Linked DNA regions of Gossypium hirsutum: region 1 is linked to region 2. A link is a contact called in public Hi-C data. All regions are on one chromosome and are shown on one strand. The core of a region is the stretch at or near the end of the contact, and the rest is flanking DNA. Distances in the headings are between cores, read along the strand shown.

What was found. Hi-C and Micro-C count contacts between places; a contact is called where the count stands out from the background.
Region 1: a Hi-C map of hypocotyl shows a contact between it and region 2, with 2.6 times the contacts expected there. The contact joins the promoter of LOC107887379 here to the promoter of LOC107887398 in region 2. A contact is called at or near these places in 4 of 34 Hi-C or Micro-C datasets (callus, hypocotyl and leaf).

Annotation. Positions count from the first base shown.
Region 1 is chrA03:70,047,659-70,054,250 of Gossypium_hirsutum_v2.1, forward strand. It overlaps LOC107887379 (truncated transcription factor CAULIFLOWER A-like), which reads right to left and starts at 4,892. Exons shown (of 7, transcript NM_001326740.1): 1 at 4,708-4,892; 2 at 3,315-3,393; 3 at 3,116-3,180; 4 at 2,878-2,977; 5 at 2,735-2,776; 6 at 2,598-2,639; 7 at 2,376-2,492. The coding sequence starts at 4,892. The coding sequence ends at 2,376.
Region 2 is chrA03:69,651,728-69,658,259 of Gossypium_hirsutum_v2.1, forward strand. LOC107887398 (protein BIG GRAIN 1-like E) reads right to left here and starts at 3,976. Exons shown (of 1, transcript XM_016811625.2): 1 at 2,604-3,976. The coding sequence starts at 3,759. The coding sequence ends at 2,818.

The DNA.
Region 1 (6,592 bases), core at 3,642-6,141, 400 kb after region 2:
AGTATAACTTCTAAATTTAAATAATGGAAAATTATTTTAAAAATTAGAATTGCATTGATATTAACTACAAACATTTAAATTTGAATAGAAGATTATTGTATGTACAAGTTTCATATGTGCAATTTGTTCTCTTTTTTTAATAGTTCTTTTGTATATGTTAACAATTCTAAAATGCAACAAGATTAAATATCTCAAAAGATAATTTTATAATATGAGAAAATGTTAACAAAATATAAAAAAATAAAAATTGTTCTGTAAAAAAATTATAAAATATAGTGTAGCATTTAGTCTCATGTTGTTAGTTAAAAGAGGAAGGAATCCCACAATTGTTTAGGAATAAGTTGCAAACCTATTCATGAGTCTATATATACACATATCACATATCCCACGTTGCTTAAGAAAACAAGGGAAATGAGACTTTGGGTCTATATAAAGATTTGCTTTGTAAGTTTTATTTTCATATTAATTGGTGATACCTTAAAAAAATGGTGTTGTTATTTTGAGCCTTTTTTAAGGTTTATCCTTGTAAATTTTTAAAAAAATTGATCTATTTTTATAATATTTAAAAAATGACCTTTTTTGAAAATTTAAACACAAGCTAAAACACGTTCCTGGGGAAGCATTTTTGCCACATCAGCAAAGTGTGTCCACAAGGGCATGATTTGTGCTGACATGGCAAAAACGCTCTCCCAAGGACGCATTTTGCTGGCATATCCCCTGAAATCGTGTTGACGTGAACGCATTTTCGCAAAATTCAGCCCTTTCCGATAAATAATCAAAAAGTTAGCCCATTTCTATAAATAATTTTGAAAATGGGCTTTTTTTCGATAAAATGGCCCTTTATTTGTCTTTACTTATATTTTCAACTGTAAAATAATTATAAGTAAATGAATCTTGAAGATACAACAAAATTTAATGAATAACGACATTTTGTATTGACAAAACGAAAAGATGGAAAAGAATAGAGAAATTTTTTGTTTTTGAGTTTTTGGTTTGTCTTGGTATTTCTTTCCTATTTATAATAATTCTCGTGTCTCTCCCTACAAATATAACTATCCAAATAGATAGTCACATCTTTTAATAATAAACATAATTATTCAATAGATATATATATTTGAATAATTGTTTCTCTTTGTTAATAATAACCTAACATAATTTTTTATATTTAAAAGACATAACTTTTAATTAATAACAAAATAATCCTTCCAAAATATTTCATCATATACATTAATCATCCATATATATATTAAATACTAAAAAGAACCATTAAACGCACGAGTTTCAAATAATTTCTCTCTTTGGTCAAGCTTGCAGTAACAGTTTGATGTATGTCCATAATGACCCAAACCAAAACTAGATAAATAGCGAGAAGAGAAGCATTGTTATTATATTCAGCCAATTTTCAGGCAGCAAAGCATCCGAGATGCCACGAATAGATAGGGTCGAGATCCATAGTGAGGTTAACTTCATTCCTCCTAACTTCTGTTGCTTCTTACTGGTATATGCCACTGCATTCATTGTAAAAAAACTAGTTTACTTACAGCTTCTTATTCTGATCGCTACTTTATGGACAATACTAAAATCAACCTAGCTGATCAGTCTTCATCCGCCTACTTTATAAGAGACAAGATACAACTCATTGGCTAACAACTGAAATAATTAACTAATACTAATAATCACCTTAGAGACAAGTTACCCTATTATCCGAATTCCAAGGTCCTATATCCTATATAAATGAGTCGTCCATAAATGTCAAACCTTTTCTTTTTAAAAATAAAAACGTCCCATGAGATTAGGGTTTTTACATAGTAATAATAATAATAGAATGAATTACAAATTACTTATCAAAATAACATGTTTTGTAGTGTTGCATATGGAATGGACAACACCAATAAAAATTTACCTCAATAATTAAATAATTATAATAAAATAAATAAAAATATATTACAACATGGGGTGTCACATAACTTTTTTTTTATTAATTTTATTATAAGTTTTAATAATTATGTAATGATTGAGGTATATTTTTATCGTTATCAACTCCATATGTAATACTGCAATAAGCTATAGAAAACATGCCATTTTACTCATGCTATTTTCATAATTTTTTTGTAAAAAAACCGGAAGGTATTAAGCCCCAACTACTATGAGACAAATGGTCACGAATACTTAAAACATGAGAAATGAACCTGGCCATTGTTTTAAAAAAGAAAAACCCTCCAAAAATGGGATATGGACTAAACAAAATGAAGGTTCATATCAGAATTCAAATGTACTTTAAAGGACGCAAAAATGGTCATAATCTGTGTTTATAAGAGTTTACTTCCTAAACGATTATAGTTAGATGAAGCATTACAGGAGTGATAAGGGATGTGTTACCCAATGTTCAAAGAGGGATGTGGGTGTGGCAGCACGAAGGATGATGTGTTGAGGCCATTGTCTTGTTGCCCCCACTGAGATTGCCGTGCACCTGTCTTCTCCCTCTCTTTGATCTACATGCAAAAACAGGCTATAAAGTAATAAGTATTTACCAGCTGTAGGAAGGAACTCTATACATATTCATTGATGATGAACATGGAAATAAGGGTAAATCACACCTGATTTGCTAGCATTGCGTTTTGCTCCTTTATTGCCTTTTCCTGCCATAGACCACTATTAGAGATGACGCATGAAAAAGGGTTTTCATTTTTCTCAATGATTATGAACGAGTCATTATGTTTTCAAAAGCCTTTACCTTTCTTTGAAGCTCGGATATTGACTCATTCAAGAGTTGGTTCTGCAATAGAGATACAATCGCATCACTATAACACAACAAGAAACAGTTGTGGCTATATGCTATAATTGGAAAAAAAATGACAATAAAAAACTAAAGCATACTTTTCTGGCTCGAATGTGTTTAAGAGCGGTATCAAGCTGCTGCTCCAAATTCTGCAGCTCCTTGAGACTCAATGGGTCTAAATCTTCTCCCATGTAGTGCCTGGAGAGACGTAAGAAACTGATCAAACTAATGACTTAACATAATACCCTAAAAGGAACTTGTAGGTGTAAAGGAAGGATAGCATCTCTCTTTCATTATGTAGATATTTAGCAAATGCAATTAATTTGAAATATTTACCTGTGATTTTTCTGCAAGAGCTCAACCTTAGCCTTAAGTCTATTATACTCAACGGACCATTCGCCCTGCCAAGTTTGCAATTTTGCCAATTGTTTAATTCACCTCATTCCTTTTGAAAACTTAAAAGCTACGAAAGCACGTACACCCCAAGCCTCTTTTGTTGTCTAAATTCAATTGCTAACAGTGAAAAAAGGTCTACCTGTGATTCAGGCTCAGTAGCAACAAGATGCCTCTCAGCGTAATAATGCCTTTCATAGCGTTCAAGGATCTTCTCCATGCTGTTATAGGATAGACAAGTCAGGATCATGTACAATATTTTCATTTCCCTAGTAATCTTTCTGTACCTCTATTATACTAGTTAAAGGCCTAAACCTAAACCGACGTCTTTTTGATGCCATAATTAAATAAAGAATATATTAAATAAAGTAGACAAATTCTCACCTCTGTTTGTTTATTATTCCTAGTTTTCATGGTTTTACAAAAAAATTTCACCAAGAACTAAGTCTTAAGAACTTATGAGCCATATACCTTGAAATCTGTTCTACTTATCAGTAAATATTTTGGTGATTGCAAAATATATTCAAGATTCATAAATAGTTTTTCTTTTCCATCTTTTTTTTGTATTTTTTGGTTAAAGCACTTAAAATATATATACCATCGAAATGTATAATTCTGGATATCAAAGTTTGTAGTCAGTAGTTGCGGTTCTCCTCCGTAAAGAATCTTCAATATTTTAAAGTATAAAATCTAAAGATTCCTCTCTTTCTCCCCTCAAACGCTCCTTTTCAAGCTAAAATAGTTCTTAGATAGTGTTCAAAAAAGCCAGAGGATTTTTAGGTTTTTAGAGCTGCTGAGGTAGAAGAGATAGAGAAAAGTATAGCTTCTAGGGAATATATATATACATATACAATTGACTTTTATTTTATCAGAACAAATATTCTATAAAAAAGTTTCACCAAAAATTATGGACATAAAGCATAAGTTTCCCAGGATTTTACTTTTTCGATAGCCAAGTACTTTTCATTTCAAAGTTTTTATTATGGATTCATATTTAATAAATGAACTATGAATAATTCTAACCATCTGTTTTACTAACTATATATATTATTTATTGGTGTAATAATTTAGTACATAAAAGGACATGTTTTGGATTTGTACCTAATTGAGAAAGTTAGACCTTCAGATTAGAAGCTAAGAAGGAAAAAAAAAAGAGAGCAAATTTCTCTTCTTTTGTTTTTCCCATGTGTGAATTAACTTACATAGCCAATACTCCCCAAAACAGTTTTCTATTCGTTTGTTATTTCGTCCCTGAAATAGTGGAACAGTTATAATACTGATGTAATAATTGTGACGTTTAAAGGCGTCCTTTTGGCGAATCTGTTATGTCTTAATTCACATGTTACAAGTCAATAACTTAATTGTTTTGGAGTCAAAATATCCTGGAAAGTAGTAAAATAAAAGAAGGCTCTCCTTTTTTCTCTTACAAAGGAAACCTGTAAGAAAACATGTATCTTCAAAAGTTTATGGAGAATTACAAGTAGTAATGAGATGTTGCACCAAATTGAAGGTTAAAGAAAGAGAAAAAGAAATACCAGGAATCAGTGGAGTATTCATAGAGCTTCCATTTATGAGAGAAGACAATCAAAGCGACTTCAGCATCGCATAAGACAGAGAGTTCATGAGCTTTCTTGAACAACCCACTTCTCCTTTTGGAGAAAGTAACTTGCCTGTTAATCTTGTTCTCTATCCTCTTCAATTCAACCCTACCTCTCCCCATCTCTTTGAAAGCAAAGCACCCAAAATTCACAGCTTGGGGTTTCCTCTCTTGGTAAATGCGACTGAGAAAGATGAGATGTATATAGGAATGGAAATACGGAGAAATAGAAGTGGTTTTAGGGAAAGTGAGGTAAGTGGTATTTTAAGAATTAGCTGTCGAGTAGTCATTGGCTACTCTAACTGTTCTCTCGCTATAAAGGGTTATAGTTATAGATGCTAAAACCGTGTACAGAACCCTGTACAGGGACCCCCACCCCCTCACCCTCGAAACATCATCCACCTCCCTGCTGATGCCAGACTTCTTTTATCCCCCTTAAAAAATGCCACTAATTTTAAAGCGATTTGAATTCGCATGAAATAGCATTAATTATTTCGTTAAAAGATATTATGACTAAAGAATAATTTACTCTACTTCAAAATAAACGAATTTATTTATCCTTTCAAGAAAGCAAATATGAACCGTTATATCTTGCCCGGTTATTAATGTTATAAGAAAAGCAAATTTTTTTTTACCACGTATGTATTACATAGTTAATTATAAAATAAGGTTTAAAGATAAATTTGATCACTAATATTTATATGTTTTGTCAAAATAGATTTAATTGTATTTTTGAATCTTTTTTGACCATCAACTTTTTTTTTTAGAATTTAGCCTTTTTTAACTGTTTTAACGGTTAATAGGGATGATGTGAAATTTCATATGTAGAATATTTTTAATAAGATGTAATTTATTACTTAGATAACCTAATACAATAATTACATGTAGAAAATAATAAAATAAATAATACATTAAATTTAAAAATAACTATTAATTTAAAAAAAATAAACGTAATTATCCAAAAAAATTTAACTCAGTAGAAAAACTTCTCAATAAATAAACGTATGAAAGATTGAAACCTTTTGAAAGAAAAAAAAATATTGAAACATTGAATTTATTCATTAAATCTGTTAGAAAAAACATATTGAAAAAAAATAAAGGTTAATGGCAAAAAAAAGCTCAAAAATACAATTAGGACTATTTTGAAAAAACATGCAAACCTTAGTGGCCAAATTTATCATTAAGCCAAAAAATAAAGAATAACTAAAACAAATTTAAATTTGAAATTAGAAAGATGAGTAATAATTCTTTTTAAAAAATCAGAGATTTTCAAAACAAGAGAAAATTTGTCCTTCTCTTAGCTAAAAATAAATCATAGGAATGGCTAAATATTACTAATTGGGTTTAAACTTTGGAAATGACATTATTGGAAGGCATAGTCATAAATATGGAATATGAACCGTTAAATGGAGATAAGAGATATAAAAAGAAAATGACATTAATTATTTTAATTATTTTTGTTAATAAAAGATAACATAGCAAATTATATATATTTATATAATATATATAAGCATAAGCTTGGAGAAAATTTTGAATCACCAAGAATATCCTTTATTATTCATTATATTACTAAAGTAACAATATATAAAAACAAAGTTGTTGTTGTTTTTTTTTTAAATAGAGATTTTATTCAACTTTAATTATTAGTAATAAATATTATTTTAAATTAATTATTATTTAAATAGTGTTACAATTATATACTAATTAAAATTAAAAATCTAATTAACCTATGCTCAATACAAACTGGTTATGAAGGTCATTGCAAATCAGTTCAATGTTGTCTTTCTAAAGATTATTGCTCTTGAGTAGGCCGACTTTGTAGC
Region 2 (6,532 bases), core at 2,726-5,225:
GGTGTTTTTAGCTGGAGTTCTAAGAACCAACAGACAGTAGCTCAATCCACTGCAGAGGCTGAGTATATTGCAGCTGCTAGTGCTGTTAATCAAGCAATTTGGCTTAGAAAGCTATTGGATGACTTGAATGCTGGTCAAGCAGAAGCAACAGAGATCAAAGTTAACAATCAGTCAGCTATTGCAATTGCCAAGAACCCTGGGTTTCATGGCAAGACTAAGCATTTCAAGATCAAATACCATTTTGTGAGGGAGGTAGAGTTGTCAAAGGAGATCAACTTGGTCCATTGCTGCTCAGAAGTTCAATTGGCAGACATTTTGACCAAGTCGTTAGCTGCCACCAGGTTTGAGTATTTGAAAAAGGAAGTTGGAATCTGCTGTCTTGTAGCCAAAGAGGAGTGTTAAAAGGTGGCAACAAATAGCAGTATGTACGTTACCCAGATGAAATACAGCAGCATATGAATGTACCTAATGTTATCCAGATGAAATACTTTTTTTGTAACATGCAACCTGTATATGATTTGACAGATACTTTTTGACTGGATAAAGTTGGTCAAGTACTTACCAGTTTTAGACAGGTCCTAGTTTATCATTAAGTTGTATTTAATGTTTGTTCACTTGCACATGTTATTTTTATTGTTCCTAAAATGTAATTGTACTATATATGTACATCATATATTGATGAATTATGTAATGAGAATAGTCAATTTGTTCTCAAAATTTCTCCATCCTTTCTGCTTCTAATTGCTTCTCTTGCAACTCTCAATTCTTTGAATCTCAATCTTCTTTCATTCTTTATCCGGAATTATTGTCTTGTTGCTCTAGCTTAAACAGAGCTTCATACTTTCTCCCGATAAATTGCTTCATAACCCAAGATGGTCTCACCTATTAATTAAATGGAGCTTATAGTCATAAGTAAATTATGGCCATTTTACGCAAGTCCCTTTCTTGTCCAGGACATATGGTCTGATTCTGTCTTGTTGATGTTTTTCACATCACATTTGGGCAACTCCCATTTCCCCTACTTCACGTCATACATAGATTAGATCGATAAATGTTTAGATGATGGTAAGTCTAACAAATACAAGTAACATATTCGGCTCCATAATAGTTTTTTTTTTTTTAGTTTCACTTTTAAAATTTCACCGACTATCATTTTTTGTTCTCTTCCAAATTCTATCAAACATGGAAATCAAATGTAGTTTGAAAACTCACAGGTATTGGCCCATCTAGGCTCCACTGTCCATCCATGCCGATGCTACATGCTCTGCTGGACCCTTTTGGTGCCCCATGCATCATTGATGATGGTGTGCTATACATGCATCATTTGTTCTAAAGTCCATCAATAAGTTTCATGATCCATTTTGCTTTATGCTTGTTTTATTATTAAATCCAAAAGACACTAAGAGGGAAGGCGAATATAAAACCTATTCCTTTTCATTTTTTATTTTGTTTTTTGAACTTTACACGCATGTACTCACACAGAGAGGATGAGAGCTGCAAACTTTAAATTTGGCCATCCATCATTTGATTCTGTTATAAGGTTAGTTCACCCGTTGATGTTAAAAGCAAAATACAAAATACCTTGTTAATTTTAATTGCTTAACTAGACCGTTTAGAAGAGATTGTCCTTTGTTAATGATGTTAGTTTCCGAAATTAGTTGTTGTTTATGAAATTATTATTACTATTATTATTATGTCACAACGGACTTGTCACACTGTGCTAATGCAAGATGGTCTGAAGGTAGAACATAGAAAATGATTTATTCTCTAAACTTAAATTAGAACCAATCTTATTATGTAACTCAAATTTAAGGATAAGTATTTGATGCTGGTACTCTCTAACTTTTTCTATATATTCAAAAACTGAGTACTCCAAATGATACCCTTTTGGACATAACCAAAAGTATTTTGGCACAAACTTTAGCTATCATCTCTAAATCAGTTACTCCAATCAATTCTTATAGGACAATGCGAAGTTTTAAGCTTTTCTTCACCGGTTCTCCCTAGAAAATATATACTAGTGTATAAGCGTTACTTGCCTTTTATTGATTGTCTGATTGGACGGAACCTTATGTTAATCAAGCTCTTAATAATTTGGGGTTTAGTTCGAAACTGGGTATTTGGATGATAAGACGTCCGTACGATTTTTACCTCCTATGCTGAAAATTTTTCCCACCAGCTTAACCCAGTGTTCTTGCATCATTGCCTCAATCTAACACTTGCTCTACATCCAAGAATGATGAATTCTAGGAAGCCCTACAATTAAGTTCATTGAATTTGCTCAACAATGTTCTACATGGATCACATATAGGCAGGGAAACAGGACCCTAACTTTGTCCCTTAGTTTTGTATGAGGTGGCTTAATCATCAAGCATGCAAACACTTAATCAACTTCTGCTGTATAAATATTTGTTTTTCATGAAAGGTAAAGCTTGCATGAATCACACGTGCAAGTAGGAAATACTAATTAATTTTGTTAAACTATTTATTGTTTCTTTGTCCTAAAGTCAAAAGAAACTTTTTCTGATGTTTCTCCATTAATTTAGTGGAAAATCACTAATCATGGCACAATCTAAGCAAACAATTACATTACAATGGGAGACTTTTAGCGTTTTTGCATTACTCCATTGAGAATGAAAGAGTGACAAACAAACATTTCAAACTGTACATACAGAGAAAAGGGGGAAAAGCATTAAATGAGGACAAAGAAAGCAAAATATAGGACATCAAATTTCTTTTTTCTTTTTCCTTTTTTATCAAAGCCTCCGATGGCAATGAAAACAAATGAAGCCATCAACAAGTTGAAGATGCAGCCTCTCATAGGGCACCATTGGAAATTGGTGTACCCCTCTTGATGGTGTCCATATGTGTAGTTTCATACACAGGCAAACCACCACTGGAGTAAATGCCTAAATCGTAGTTTTGCAGCTCGAACAGATCAGAGCTTGAATCACTATCTGCACCATCATCAGTCTCATTGAACGTCCTGATTTCTTTCTCCTCTGATGGATACCGATTACCACAATTCCTACCCTTCTCCTGATGACAAACATCGAGGTTCTTGTGTTTCTCTGAGTGGCCATTATTGAACTTCAGTTTCTCTGTTATATTCCTTTTGTCATCAGTGGCAGCATTTTCTAAAGCTATTGGTTTTGTCTGTCCAATGTTGTTCTTGGACAGAGATAAAACCTCTCTATGATCCGAATAGCTGCTAAACTCCCTGTAGCTTTTCGTAGGAGTATGTGCATAAAGAGGCGGCGTCCTGAAACCAGAGCTTGAGGCAGAATAAAGCGACTTCGTTTCAGCTGTACTAGAGCTACGAAAATGGCTAATACTGCTCCTCCTTTTCCTTCTCCCACTAGGACTCTCTTCTTCACCTTTCATGGACTGTGTGGTGGATTTTGATTTCTTCTTGGAACCTGTTTGATTGAAAAGAGAGTTCAAGAAGCTAGCAAGTCTTCCACCAGGAGAGCTTGGCTGCTTGTATTTCTTATCCTTAATTTGCTTGTCCACCACATGAACTTGCTGGGGAAGAGGGTTCCTCATGGGTACATCCAAGCTGACCCTGCCTCCCCTCCATGGCTGCCTCTCTTCCCGCATGATTTTCTGAGTGAATGTCGCACAGTTATAGCTAGATGCTTCATTGTACCCCGAGAAATACCGTGCAGCTTCGAATACATCGAGCTCACCGGAGTCATTCCTTCGATGGAATGACTTCTTCAACATTCTGTCAGGGTCTGAAACTCCTGTTACAGACATGGTAGGCTTCTTCAATGGAGAGATGGATGATGGAAGTGGTGAGATTGTATAGAGAGGCAAAGGGTTTGAAATGATTAAGAATTGAGAGTAGTGGGAAGGGATAGCTTTAAAATATGTTCGTAATAACAATGAATTGGACTGTCTAATAATATAATATGATGAAGAGTGAATTTGGATTTTGAAGGAGACCCCACATTTGATGTTCTTTAGTTTTAATACAAGTGAAGTGGGGTAGAAGGGACACAAGCTTCTTTTTTTTTATCCTTCTCATACTGTGAAAACCAGAGCTAGTGTTCTGGATAGTGGGGGGCAAAGAATTGGTGTTTCCTTGGATTCTAGGGACTGTACTCTATTTTAGTGGGAACTGGCTTTTTTGAGTGGTTGTTGGCTATGGTTCCATGTCGCCTACTTGGGGAAAACTGTAAACTTGTTAACCCTATCTGTATACGATTACAACCTTAACAGGTTTATAGAATTTGGCAGATCCCAACTTTTCTCCTACAGAAGTCCACTTGAAGAGATTGGATATCAACTCAGTTAAATCCGATTTCAAACTGCTGAGTTCTTTCATTATTAGGGGCTTGCTAAGTCACCTTCGGCTGAACAATGGCCCAGAAACATCTGGCTGCCCCCTCTTTGGGGCAGCTTTGGGGCTTATTGAACCTTCGAGCTGCTCGAGCTAGCAACAAAATTTACTAGTTTACTATCTATGATTGATTGGGAGTGAACTCCAATAGAAATCTTGGGTCAGTGAATATCCATTATAGTGTATATATAATTTGGCCTGTATATTAAAACAAAATCCTCATTTCATCCTGTTGGGGGCATCCAGCATGTGCATGTGTGGGTTGTATGTACAAAGCCAAGACTCACGTGTGATATAAATGGCGAATCGGAAGGCAGCACGTTGCTTTTCATGATATTACATTTTCAGCTTTTGATGGATCTACTTATAAGATCCACCATAGGCCAAGATTTTGAGTTTGATGATCATGACAGTTGCATCTAGATCACTAGGGTCTTTCTCTCTCTCTCTAGTCAATTTATGGCTATGCATTTCAATGATGTTGGAAAAAAAAATCAACATGCAGTGGTCCTTCCAATTCCTTCTTCTAACACGAATGCAGCAAAATCAACCTCAACCTTTGGGGCTGTGAGTTAGAGGAGACTCTTCACTGTCTTTGTCTTGAGCAAATCCATGCACGATCTTGTAGGGCTTACCTTTTGATAACTTTAGCCACCTAAAATTTGTGAGTAAAATACTCGATTTAGTGCATTTACATAATTTTCTATATAAATTAAATGAATGATTAATGAATTTATACGTGAATTTAAATATATAAATGGTGATTTATACATGTATTCATATGATTCATTGAATTGTTTTTGGTTAAAGATTGAATCATGATCATTAACTTGAATATAAACATATTCTAAATCTCCCATTATGATAAGCGAAGAGTTGGGTAGTGTCTTCATCCCCTCAGGCCGAAGTTTCACATGATATCTTGTATGGACTCATGTTTGATGTCGGGTAGCTTTCTTTAGTTATGCACCATGCATTCCTAAAGTTATCTTGCCTGGTCATGTTTGTTTAGTGAGTCCCATCTCATCTTACCCTTACTGCCTTTTATTTTCCCCCATTTTTAAAGCTCTTTTGTTGTATAGTGTAGACTAAACGAAGGGATTTTTTTTCCCAAGTTAATAATGTAAGTTGTAAAGCTAATGAATAGGTAGCCCTTTTGTCTAGATATTGCGAGGACTTTAGTCCAACACTGTTTGAGCCGATTTTATCTTACCTTTACAGCCCATCCAAGGTCCTTGTTGAGGGAACAAAGGCCCAATGCAAGACCCCACAAAAACCAAAATATTGTGTCTTTTATTTTATGCAAGACAGTGGAAGGAATTTTGATCCCCAATTATCCCAGAGTCTATACTGCTGGCATGCAATGCCTTTGTATTGGCCATAAATCTTATTGCCAGTATCCAATGGGATGGATACTCTCAAACTCAATCCCAATCTTAATTGGAGTCATCAAACACATGGCAGCTTTATCTAAGAGATTATCTTGTGGATATAGTTTGATGTATAAAACTATATGTCTATACACAGTTACTTGGAAAAAAAATTATTATTATTCTTTTTATAAAAATGAGTTCCTTTTAGAGGTTATAAAATCAAATATTCATTGCTAATAGTAATGTTTTTGGGGTACCACCATAAGTGTCAGAGACCATGAATGGCGGCATGCTAATTTGTACAATATTCCCCTTTGCTATCATGGATAAATGTAATATATCGAAAGATAAGATAATATGTGTTTAAGTATACTTAAATTTACGTTTTTTTAATAGTAATGTTTATATAGAAAAATAATATGTGTTCAAGAGCTTGAATCTAGATTCTTCTTGTTGTAACAATAATGGCACCATTAAATTAAGACTTAATCATTTATAGTTATTCTCAAAAAAAAAATTACTAATAATTAAAGTTGTCAAAATCAAATTGAATTAGTCAATAGAACTAATTGAATATATTGGGAATCAAACGTCAAACTAGTGCCATATAATCAGAAGTAAGTCCAAACTATTTTTAACCATAAAACGAAAAAAAAAAGATAAAGAACCTAAAAATCGGTTAAAATTGAATTATTTTTATTTTTCAAAAAATTTGGATTTATTTTCATTTGGCTTTTTAAATTTTTAAATATAGGAAATGAAAACTATTTTCTCAAATTGAAATTTTAGATTTTAAAATCTATTTTAAAATTTG